Regions from separate parts of the Mus musculus genome. Here region 1 is linked to region 2. Evidence: chromatin contacts called from public HiChIP or PLAC-seq data. All regions are on one chromosome and are shown on one strand. Each heading gives the region's core, a stretch centred on a gene start, on an enhancer-like site or on the middle of the called end of the contact. The rest is flanking DNA. Distances are from core to core; before and after follow the strand shown.

What was found. HiChIP or PLAC-seq counts read pairs in DNA pulled down with a chosen protein or histone mark.
Region 1: an H3K27ac HiChIP or PLAC-seq map of microglia shows a contact between it and region 2, with 3 times the contacts expected there. The contact joins the enhancer-like site here to the promoter of 8030442B05Rik in region 2. A contact is called at or near these places in 1 of 15 datasets of contacts at CTCF or cohesin (CD8 T cells), 9 of 484 Hi-C or Micro-C datasets (CD4 T cells, LSK cells, bone marrow-derived macrophages and 4 more) and 6 of 115 datasets of contacts at active chromatin or transcription factors (the HPC-7 cell line, embryonic stem cells, extraembryonic endoderm stem cells and 3 more).

The regions. Positions count from the first base shown.
Region 1 is chr2:11,440,841-11,445,783 of GRCm38.p6, reverse strand. Gm31990 (a long non-coding RNA gene) reads left to right here. Exons shown (of 3, transcript XR_865971.1): 2 at 3,407-3,569. Among named protein-coding and RNA genes, the nearest start is that of Gm31990, 4.1 kb to the left of the region's middle. Within about 2 kb of position 3,658, at least 64 of the 459 cell types and tissues checked have an H3K27ac peak or open chromatin away from gene starts, as enhancers often do. A contact at or near this core is called in the HPC-7 cell line, LSK cells, bone marrow-derived macrophages and 2 more, where this site is marked.
Region 2 is chr2:11,394,652-11,399,865 of GRCm38.p6, reverse strand. It overlaps 8030442B05Rik (RIKEN cDNA 8030442B05 gene), which reads left to right and starts at 1,366. Exons shown (of 3, transcript NR_040615.1): 1 at 1,366-1,473.

The DNA.
Region 1 (4,943 bases), core at 2,409-4,908, 44 kb before region 2:
GTTTCTCTGAAGGGCTGGGTTTACAAATATAGTATCAATACATTTGAAACAACTCAAATGGTTCTTGATGTGGACTGAGTTATAAAATATGCTACAAAAGGCCAGGTGTGGTGGTGCACTCCTTTAATCCCAGCACTCAGGCAGAGGCAGAGGCAGAGGCAGAGGCAGAGGCAGAGGCAGAGGCAGAGGCAGAGGCAGAGGCAGAGGCAGAGGCAGAGGCAGAGGCAGAGGCAGAGGCAGAGGCAGAGGCAGAGGCAGAGGCAGAGGCAGAGGCAGAGGCAGAGGCAGAGGCAGAATTCAACTTCAGTCTGGTCCATGAAGTGAGTTCTAGGATAGCTAGGATTACATAGTGAGACTCTGTCTCAACAGACAAACAAACAAACAAACACAATAACAAAATACAGCTAGATATGGCAGTGCGTCTTTGTAATTCCAGTCCTTGGGAGGCAGGGGACAGGGGGATTTCATTTTTTTTTCCTAGTCCCTGAAAAAAGTGATTATAGTATGGAAAATGATGTTATAATTATAGTGAAACTAACACATATATGAAAATATCTGGAGAACATATTGCTGTGTAGTAGGATATCATCTTTCTATCTCTTCTACAATGCACAGGATAAAAGTCACATGGTGTCCTATTAGAAGAGGTCATTTAGCTTTGTAGAAGTCGGCTGGTATCTCCATATATCTATATGTGGTTTATTGGGATGACGTTGATGGCCATTTCCCACTTATCTTCATCCCAGTTTGGGGATTTGAGTCTTTTTCTGCCTAAAATGTTTGCCCTCTTTCCCCTTTCTTGTCTTTTTCCTCCTTTTTATAATTCACTGAGTTTAACTAGGGCTGTTGGTATGTACTGTGCTCAAGGTTATTTACTGAATCACAGACAACATATCTCTGAAGATAAATGACCCCTGACCCATACCAGCCACCAACTCCCAAGAGCTCCTCAGTTAGAGGTCACTTATGCCTTCTGTAAATTCCTTAGGATCATTTACAGTGTGGATATTTACATCTGTGGTGCAATTTTTAAATCATAAATCTTTCATCTTTTGAAAGAGACCTGAACTTCAGGTTTCCTTCTGTCTACTTGCTGTTTAAGCTGGGATTCCGATGCAAAGCTAGAAAAGAAATTTGCTGTCTTTTCTAGAAGACCAAGGTAGTCTTAGAAAGCACCATTAATTAGGCAGTCGCTCTTGGCGGTACTAGGTATCTAGTGGGGCAGGTATACATTTTGTTAAAGTCAGCAGTCTTGTCACTGTGGACAGCAGGATGCGGTGCCCAGGTACCCAAAGGGGGCTGGATTGGGTCTAAGCCAAATGATAGTGTCAGCCAGCAGCCAGCCTGTGAGGGATGTTCTATGGCCTGAGCTGGGATTGCACTGCATTCTTCCATTTTGGCCGCTGGTGTAGAGAAGAAAAAGGGAAAGAGAAAAGAGGGGCTGGAGAGATAGCTCAGTGGTTAAGAGCACTGACTGCTCTTCCAAAGGTCCTGAGTTCAAATCCCAGCAACCACATGGTGGCTCACAATGTCTGTAATGAGATCTGATGCCCTCTTCTGGTGTGTCTGAAGACAGCTACAGTGTACTTTTAAATCTTTGGACCGGAGCGAGAAGAAAAAAATAAGAGAGAAAGGAGATGAAGTGTTCAGCCTGGTGAGAGGAATAGGGCGGCAGCCAAGGCAGTTTGGGGGAATAGCTAGGTTGTCCAGGGATCCACCTATTTCTGCTTCCTCAGAACTGGGACTGCATGCATGAACCCCTTCCTGACTTTTTAGGTGTGTGATGGGATTGAACTCAGCACACTGCCCCCCCCCCCCCCACATGCTTGTTCAGTGAGCACTTTATATACTAAGCCACAGGTCAGATAGTAATTCATTGTTTAGTTTAGTTTAGTATCCAGAATTTGGCCAGGCCAAACATAATGATAGCTATGAGAATTGTTAGTGTCTAACAATTGTTAGCCCTAACAGGCTGGGCTCAGTCACCCATCCTTAGTGGGCCAGTTAAAGAGATAAATGCTATCAAAAAGCAGAGAAAATGGACTTATTCAGTGTGACTAAACCAAAAAGAAGAACAAAAAAATGAGCCTGAGGTCCTGACCTGATGTTTAGGTCTCAACAGAGGGCAAGAACATGCAGTCCTGGCCAGGCGGGGTTCTGCCCATATGGACCGATCAGGATTGTGCTTCCTGGTTTCTCCTGCAAGGTGTTCTGGCAAGTTGTCAGGACTATGACACCTCTTTCTGGGTGACAATCTCCCTCTATGGCTAGTACCAGGGCCCAGGCTATTCCTTATTGCAGCATGAGGCTGTGGAGAAATGTAACAATGTACCATTCTTAGAATCCATTGTTTCAACAATCTGATACCTGAATGGAGGAGAACTGTTCAAACTGTCCTATGTCCTGCCAGGGCTGTTACAATGGTGATTGATGGGGCGCTTTGCCCTGAGCCAGTACAGGCATACTTGGGAGTAGAGAACTCTGTGTTCTTTACATCAGCCGTGCTAATGATGCTCCCAGAGTGATGGTTTGGGTTGCTGCGATGCTAACGTGATGCGACTGTGTCCCTGCTTGTTCTTCTTAAGGGTGTCCAGGTTTAACAATCTGACCATAGTTGTCAATCAGCAGCAGCATCATAACTAAGGAAGCTGTTGGCAAGGATCTCAGGGCGGCCTTGACATTTAGTTTATTGTCTCCTGTATGCTCTGAGTTTCTAATAACATTGGCTTTGGTGTTTTAATGGAAAGAGCCCCGGGCCAGAAGTCAGGGAAGCAAGCTGCAGCCTCTGACTTGCTAGTAATGAGCTGTTTTGGAGTGGGCCACATAAGCTTAGAAAAAAATCTGGTCCTTTACTGCCTGCCATCGTGACTCAATCTTGAGTTCTCTTCTGAATTTGAGAGTTCAGGGTCTATGTATGAGCTCAGTTTGGCTCCCATTCTCAGTACCGAGACTCTGATGTTGAGGCTGGAGCTGGAGAGGGATCCTCAGTCTGTAAAGTGAGTCTCCAGGAAGCACAAAGGCCCGGGTATGATCTCCAGAACAGATGTGAAAACGCTGGCCATGGATGCTTCGGATTCAGGACCAGAGAGGCAGAGAGGATCCTGGCGGTCACTGTCACTCAGTCTAGCCCAGCTGATGAGCTTCAGGTCAAAGGAAGTGGAGGCCTTCCTGTATAGACGATACCCTGGGTGTTCTCTGGCCTCTGAGTACACACGCATGAACACACATGCGCACACACACACACACACACACACACACACACACACACACACACACACACGTCCCTGTAATATTTCTCTGGAGATAATTTAAAATTATTCTTTTCCTGGATGTCTTGACCCAGTTTCTATTAAACTAGAGGATATGAAGTCCTAGGAACTAATTGAACCTTTTCTTTCCATTATAGGAAGGGATGAACTCCTATGAAACCCTGAGACACGTCGGTCAGTCAACCGGTTTTAGTCTTTGCCAACCATTATTGGAGAAGAGAAAAGCTGTGCAAAGTACACAGAGGAAATTCTGTCTCTATCTGTCCTCAGCTGGGCCCAGGGTTGTGGCATCACCGTCAGGTTTGTAATGCTTCCTCAGAGTCTGTCTCCCAGATAAGCTGTCATGTGAGTCAGGGAGAGCAATGGCCACACCTCTTTTCTCATGAGATGCTCTGTGTTATAAGTGGGCCGTCTGCATTCATTGCCTGCCTCAATGAGGTGGAACCTCTCCCCCAGACATTCAATGCAGGCAAAGATGTTGCAACCCTGAAGCTTCATTTAGAAACTATTCGGCAAGTGGAAATCTGTAGTCAGAGAAGGCTTGTCACGTGCATCTACCCATAAGAAGGGAAGTACAAGGCCCATTAACTGCATTAGATTCAGCTCAAAGAGACCTGGGGGCAGGAAGCCTGGAGGCAAGACAGAAACAAAGAGAAACTTTTCAAAAGTTTTTCAGTTGATTGCTACATATCTCCATTCCTCATTTCAAAAGTAAACACTGTACCTTTTCAGGGTCTTGGAGGTGGCTACATTGGCGAGTGCTTGACCTGAAAGCCTGATGCCCTGGTTCACTGTGTGTTCAGAATCCCAACCATTGGGGAAGAGACAGCCAATCTCTGGGGCTCACTAGCTAACTAGCCTAGCTTAGTTGGTGAACCCTATGCCATTGAGAAGTCCTGTCACAGATTCAACAAAAAGGCACACAATGAATGGCATCCCTATGAAAGACATCCGGAGTGGTCCTCTGGATTCCACACATGCGCATATGCACTGGCACATGTGTGCCAACCCACCCCAGCAGGATCTGGTCTGTTGAGTCTGGAGTGTATGATAACCATTGATTACCTAGGAATCTGAGATCAGGGTGGTTCAGGAAGCTGTGTGGGTTGGACTTTTTTGATCTTCACTCCAGGAAAAAGAAACAAAGCACACTGAGTCATTTATCTTCACCATAGCTAATAAAGGTAGTGGGTTCCTTGCAGCCGTGTTTACATTCTTATTTTGAAACTATGACAGCAGAAAGCCAGACATGACTTTTGGCAATACAACTCTTAGAATGGTCAAGATGGGATGCAATTAAGGACTTTTTAAAAAATATGACCATGTGCAGAGGTACGCCCAGCATGCTCCAGGATAGGACAAGTCAGAAACAAGGGAACAAAGCATTCACAGGATGGTAAATCACGGCGTGTTCTGAACATTCTGTACCATGGAATATTGAGCATCTTGGGTCATCTCTCCAGACACACCTGCTATGAGAATTTCTATGTGCATGGTTATTATAGAAGAGTTCCTAGGACAACCTAGTAAAGGCTTAGGGATGCGGAACATGAAGGCAGAAGAAGTGAGCCAGGGTGTGTTGTTCAGATAAAGTCTTGGCATCTACCTGGTTCCTTTGGGGGATCTGGAGTATAAGCTATGTTAACTAGAGACCAGGAGCCGAGTTTCCTAATC
Region 2 (5,214 bases), core at 117-2,616:
GTGCGTGCACTCAATGTCATGCCTGCTGTGTGGACATCAGAGGACAACTTGTGTGCATCGCTTCCTTCATCCCCCTATGCATGTGGGGTCTGGATATTGCTCTCAGGTCTTCAGCTTTTGAAGGCATGCACCTTTTACTCAATGCCTGTCTCCTTAGCCCATAGCTCTCAAGATACAAGAGATGACTCAAGTTGTCTAGGAGTGGATTATCCTCATCTCTCTAATCCTCCAAGAAGTTAGCTGTAAGCACAAGCTTATGCTATTAGCTCTGGCTTAGCTGAACATTGACCTAGGTCCAGCACTCCTCTATGGTCCGTGGAAAGCAAGCCCGGAAGCATGTGCAGGAAAATCAGAATATGCAAATGAATGGAAATAAAAATGTAGGAAATTTGTTTAATGTCATCATCCATTGATAATTGCTATCAGGATTTTCTGCATGCAACCCTTTTTCTTATCTCTTTCTCTCTTTGTGCACAGGGGACTACAATGTATACCCTGTTTTATGATTTGTATACCTAACAACGTACGCTTGGCTTCATTCCATGGCATCGTGTATGGTCTATACCATTATGTAAAATACCTGACTTGCAGTGTTCTGTCCAGCTGTGTAATTTAACCTACATTCTATTATTGGATATTTGAGTTGGCTTAGAATTTATCTTTACTATTGAGGACAACACCTATGCAACTTACAGCCACAGCTGAGTCACTGAGCAAATGTTTAGCTATATCCTTGTGACAAATGTCTGGATGCGACTGCTGGGTCAAAGAATAGAAGTGATAGCATGCCCATCAGAGGCTGACGGGAAGTCTTATGTGTTAGTTACCGCCCTACAATAAACACCCTGCTCTGGAGTTCAGGAACTTCCAAGAGGAGTCCAGCCCCAATTCCAACCATGGCCCCTTCTTTCTTCTCCATCTTCTTGAGTGTGTTGGCCATTTTCATCCATCACAGGTAATGACAGGTGCTGCAGCTCCAAGCATTGTGGCCTCTCGTGAGAGAGCCAAGCAGGAAGGGAAGGAGCTGAGACAGTTAAGGAGAAGTCTGCAAATTCTTCCCGACAGTTGTTTTCTTCGGTGGCTTTAGGCAACTCCAACTCTTGGTCTGTTTTCAGACTAAATAGTGACTGGGCCTGAGTGGCCCCGACTTCTTTCCCCATGACTCATCTGGAAGTGGAAGCGGGGCTCAGAGCACCTGAATCTGAGCAAGTTCTTTAAACAGAGGGAATAGCCAGTCAGACACCAACGGAAGTTTTGTTAGAGAGTGTGCAGGAAATCCACTTGTTCCCCAGACTGCAGACTTCCTGAAAGCTCTGTACGACTTTTTATCGAGTACACATACTCAGGATCTCACAGGCACTGGGCATTCTATGGTGTTCACTAAAGTTTTCAGACCCCTCTAAGAAATGCTCAAGAGCATAGCTGAAGAGCACACCCCTGAAATTCTGGGAGGTTCCAAGCATTCCTGAGGCAGTAAGTAAAATTTTTTTTTTCCTGGCACTGTGTTCTGCCTGAAGCCTGATCTACAATATTTATATTTATCAAACATACTAAAAAGTTGAAAGATAATGTAAGCATCTTTTAAAATACTTTAAAATTTTATTTCTTATCAACACTATTTTTTCTTTTATTCATTAAAAGTGTCTGTGTGTGTGTACTCAGAGATGTGGGCACAGGTACTTGTGTACCATGGCTCATGGGTGGAGGTCAGAAAACAACTTTAAGTGGTTCTCAGGATGGTTAGGTTTGGAAACAAATCATTGCCAAGGAAACACCATGGACTCATGACAATCAGTTAGATCATTACTTCTTTCTCTCTCAGGACCCCTTCCATTTGCTGAGAAAAACTAACACAGCCCTGGTGTGTATACGTGTGTGTGTGTGTGTGTGTGTGTGTATGATATTAAATATATGTTTATCGTTTATATGTGTATATCTCATCAATCACACATTATATATACATATATGATATACTGATCTAATATTTACTGATAATAAATCATAAGTAAATTTATTTTAAAACAGTTCTTTGCTGTATATGCAATTCCACTATTTATTAATGGTCAATATGACTGGACACTAACAAGACAGATGTGTTTGCTTATTATGCATGTAAATCTCTGCTAAATATTGAATACTGCAGGACCCAACATCATCAACACTTTTATAGTCAGTGAGTATCCATTTTATTTTATTTTACTTTATTTTATTTTATTTTATTTTATTTTATTTTATTTTAATAGCGTTGGTTGTCCTGAAATTCACTGTGTAGACCAGGCTGGCCTCAGACTCACAGAGATCCACCTGCCTGTGCTCCCAAATTATCTTTAATTTTGAATGGGTATCTTGGCTTTGTAAGCACATGCCACTTTTCACAGATGTGTAGTTTCAAGATGGCCGCGTATTTAGTACTGCCTTAAAAACTGTTGGAAAGTCTGTCCCAATACCAAGCCAAATTCATTTAGCGATTAATAACATCCAAACGCTCAATTCAGCATTTCAAGTAGTAAATTTTGGAAATGTTTGGAAGCAGATTCTATGCCCCAGTATAGGGGAATGCCGGGGCCAGGAAGCGGGAGGGGGTGGGTAGGGGAGCAGGGTAGGGGGAGGGTATAGGGGACTTTCAGGATAGCATTTGAAATGTAAATGAAGAAAATATCTAATAAACATTGCTTAATAAAAAAAATGAAAGAAAATGTTTGGGAGCTTGCAAGATGGCTCAGTGGCTAAGAGCACTTGGCTAGGACCTGAGTTTAGTTCCCAGTACCCAAGTCAGAGGATTTACAGCTTCCTTTCTGTAAGTCCAGCTCCAGAAGATCCAACGCCCTCTTCTGGCTTCTGCAGGCACTGCATCCATATCTGCACACAGCCGTATGTGCCTATAGTTAAAAACAAATCTTTAATAAAAAAAGAAAATAAACATTTTCATACCATACATTCTCCATATATATAAATTTGATACTTAAATGCCAAGTGATGACAACAAGAAAATATTTACAGTTTTTATGTTAGTTAAACAATCGAACCATTCATTATATTTCTATAAAAGCAGATAACCTTGTGTGTATGTAAAACCACTACAATTTGTAGCATACAGTGGTCAGAATCTGAGGTGAGGTGCTTCAGGTACCATTCGCCAGCATCCTGAACTGTAGCGTGCTCAGGGCAAAGTGAGTGTGTGGTGTTTTCAGAACCAAGGCTGCAGGGAAGCTGTGGTGTGCAGTGCTAGCCGTCTCTGGTTGGTAGGAGTGCCACCATGGCCTGGAGCTCCCAGGACATTCCTGTTTTGTCTCCTGAGACCCCACAGATGGCTTGTGCTTTCCTCCCTCATGGACCGTTGCCCTCGGAGTGGGTGGACTCTGCTTACAGTGTGCAGGCCCGCAGATGGCCACGTTCCCACCAGCACTCAAACCACGTTTTGACTCGACCCAGAGAAGCTCCTTTCCTGAATATGCCCGACCGCTAACATCTGTCTGCTGCGGCTTCTCAGAGCACGGTGTCGTTTCATCCACTGTGAATAAATGTCAGGGGTCCTCAGTGGTGACGAATATGTAGAGGCTTCTGGAAATTTGTATAAAATTGAAAGAATATAACTCCAGGAAGTCCGTCCATCCTCGGGACTGTTGTAACCGTGGGTCCCTCCGTGAGCTCTTTCCTGACAGTAATGGGCATGCTTTACTTAAAAAAATACAGCCAGGATTGAGAAAGTCTGGAGACCAAGCAAGACTTTCCAAAACTGCCTGGTGCTTGCTTTGGCCCACTGTCTGACTTTTTGCTGCTTGAGACCACACTTGGCTTCCTTTTTAAAAACAATGTCTTAATGCATTTATTTTGCACATGTATCTGTGTGTATGTGTGTGCACATGTCATGCATGAGTGTGGGACATGAGTGTGTGTGTGTGTGTGTGGGGGGGGTCAAAAGACAACTGTTGGGACTCAGTTCTCTCTTTCTGCCTGATGGGCTCCAGAGATGGGACTCAAATTACCAAGTCTGGCAGCAAACCTTCTCCTGCTAGGCCATCGCACAAGCTCCAAGACCCATTTTCTCATATCCTAAAGGAGTGTCTAGAATAATGTTAGGCATTTATTAAATACCTGAGCAACATCCATGGCAGGACGATCTTAGACCAGATGCAGAGTACGGCCTGGCCTTGCTGGGGGTGGAATGATTTGGCTCCTGCCCCTGGAACAGGGCAGACAGGGCTTGAGCCTCCAGGGGTACTGATGGCTGCAGTAGGTGCAAGGCTTGTTTATATGATAATGTACATATTTTTACATGCCTCCTTCAAGGAATGTCCTCCCTGTTAATGCTTGACTCCATGATAATCAGAGAGTACGGGAGGAGAGAAGGTGTGGCTAATGTCTTACAGAAATGTAAAATCCTTAGGACAGCCCTTAAGGCTGTGGAAAAGAACTCTAAAAACATGAATTTGAAAGTATATGATCTCTCAACTATGGAAAAAAAATAAGGATGCAATATGAACTATATGTGGGGCTTCATGAATCTAAAGGAACAAAGGCAGCTGTATTAATGAGCCAGCTTGTCAGAAAGATACAAAGGCAAGCAGATTCCTGAGTTCAAGGATAGCCTGGGACACAGCAAGTCTAGGCCAATGAGGTAGAAATGGGAATTTCACGGCTGGGTCCCCCACCTAGCTAGTTTATAGTCTGTGGTTAACTGACTCAGGCAGATCTCTGAATTCTTTTGCAATGTTAAAAAACGACTGTGTTTACTTCCCCTAAGAATCAAGGGGCTGAAGTAGTAGGTGCTTATTCATAGGATAATTAAAAGGCAACTCGGAGTAAATGACTGGATTGATATGTAATAAAAGACTGCTCAAGAGCTAGAGAATTTTTTTAGAGTAGCAAGAGAGGACTGCCTGGAGAATTGTCTAGAGCAGAAAACAGAGCGATCTGGAGAGAAAGCAGAATAAAGATAAAGTAGTTTGGAAAGCTGTCTCCAGCAGAACATAGATTGATGTCAGAAAGGAGGAAGGTGTGGTTTTTGGTTTTAGTTTTTGTTTTGTTAGTTGGCTGTTGTTATGAAATGGGTACTGAGGTAGAGTCTTTGTCTTAGTCAGGGTTTCTATTCCTGCACAAACATCATGACCAAGAAGCAAGTTGGGGAGGAAAGGGTTTATTCGGCTTACACTTCCATACTGCTGTTCATCACCAAGGAAGTCAGGACTGGAACTCAAGCAGGTCAGGAAGCAG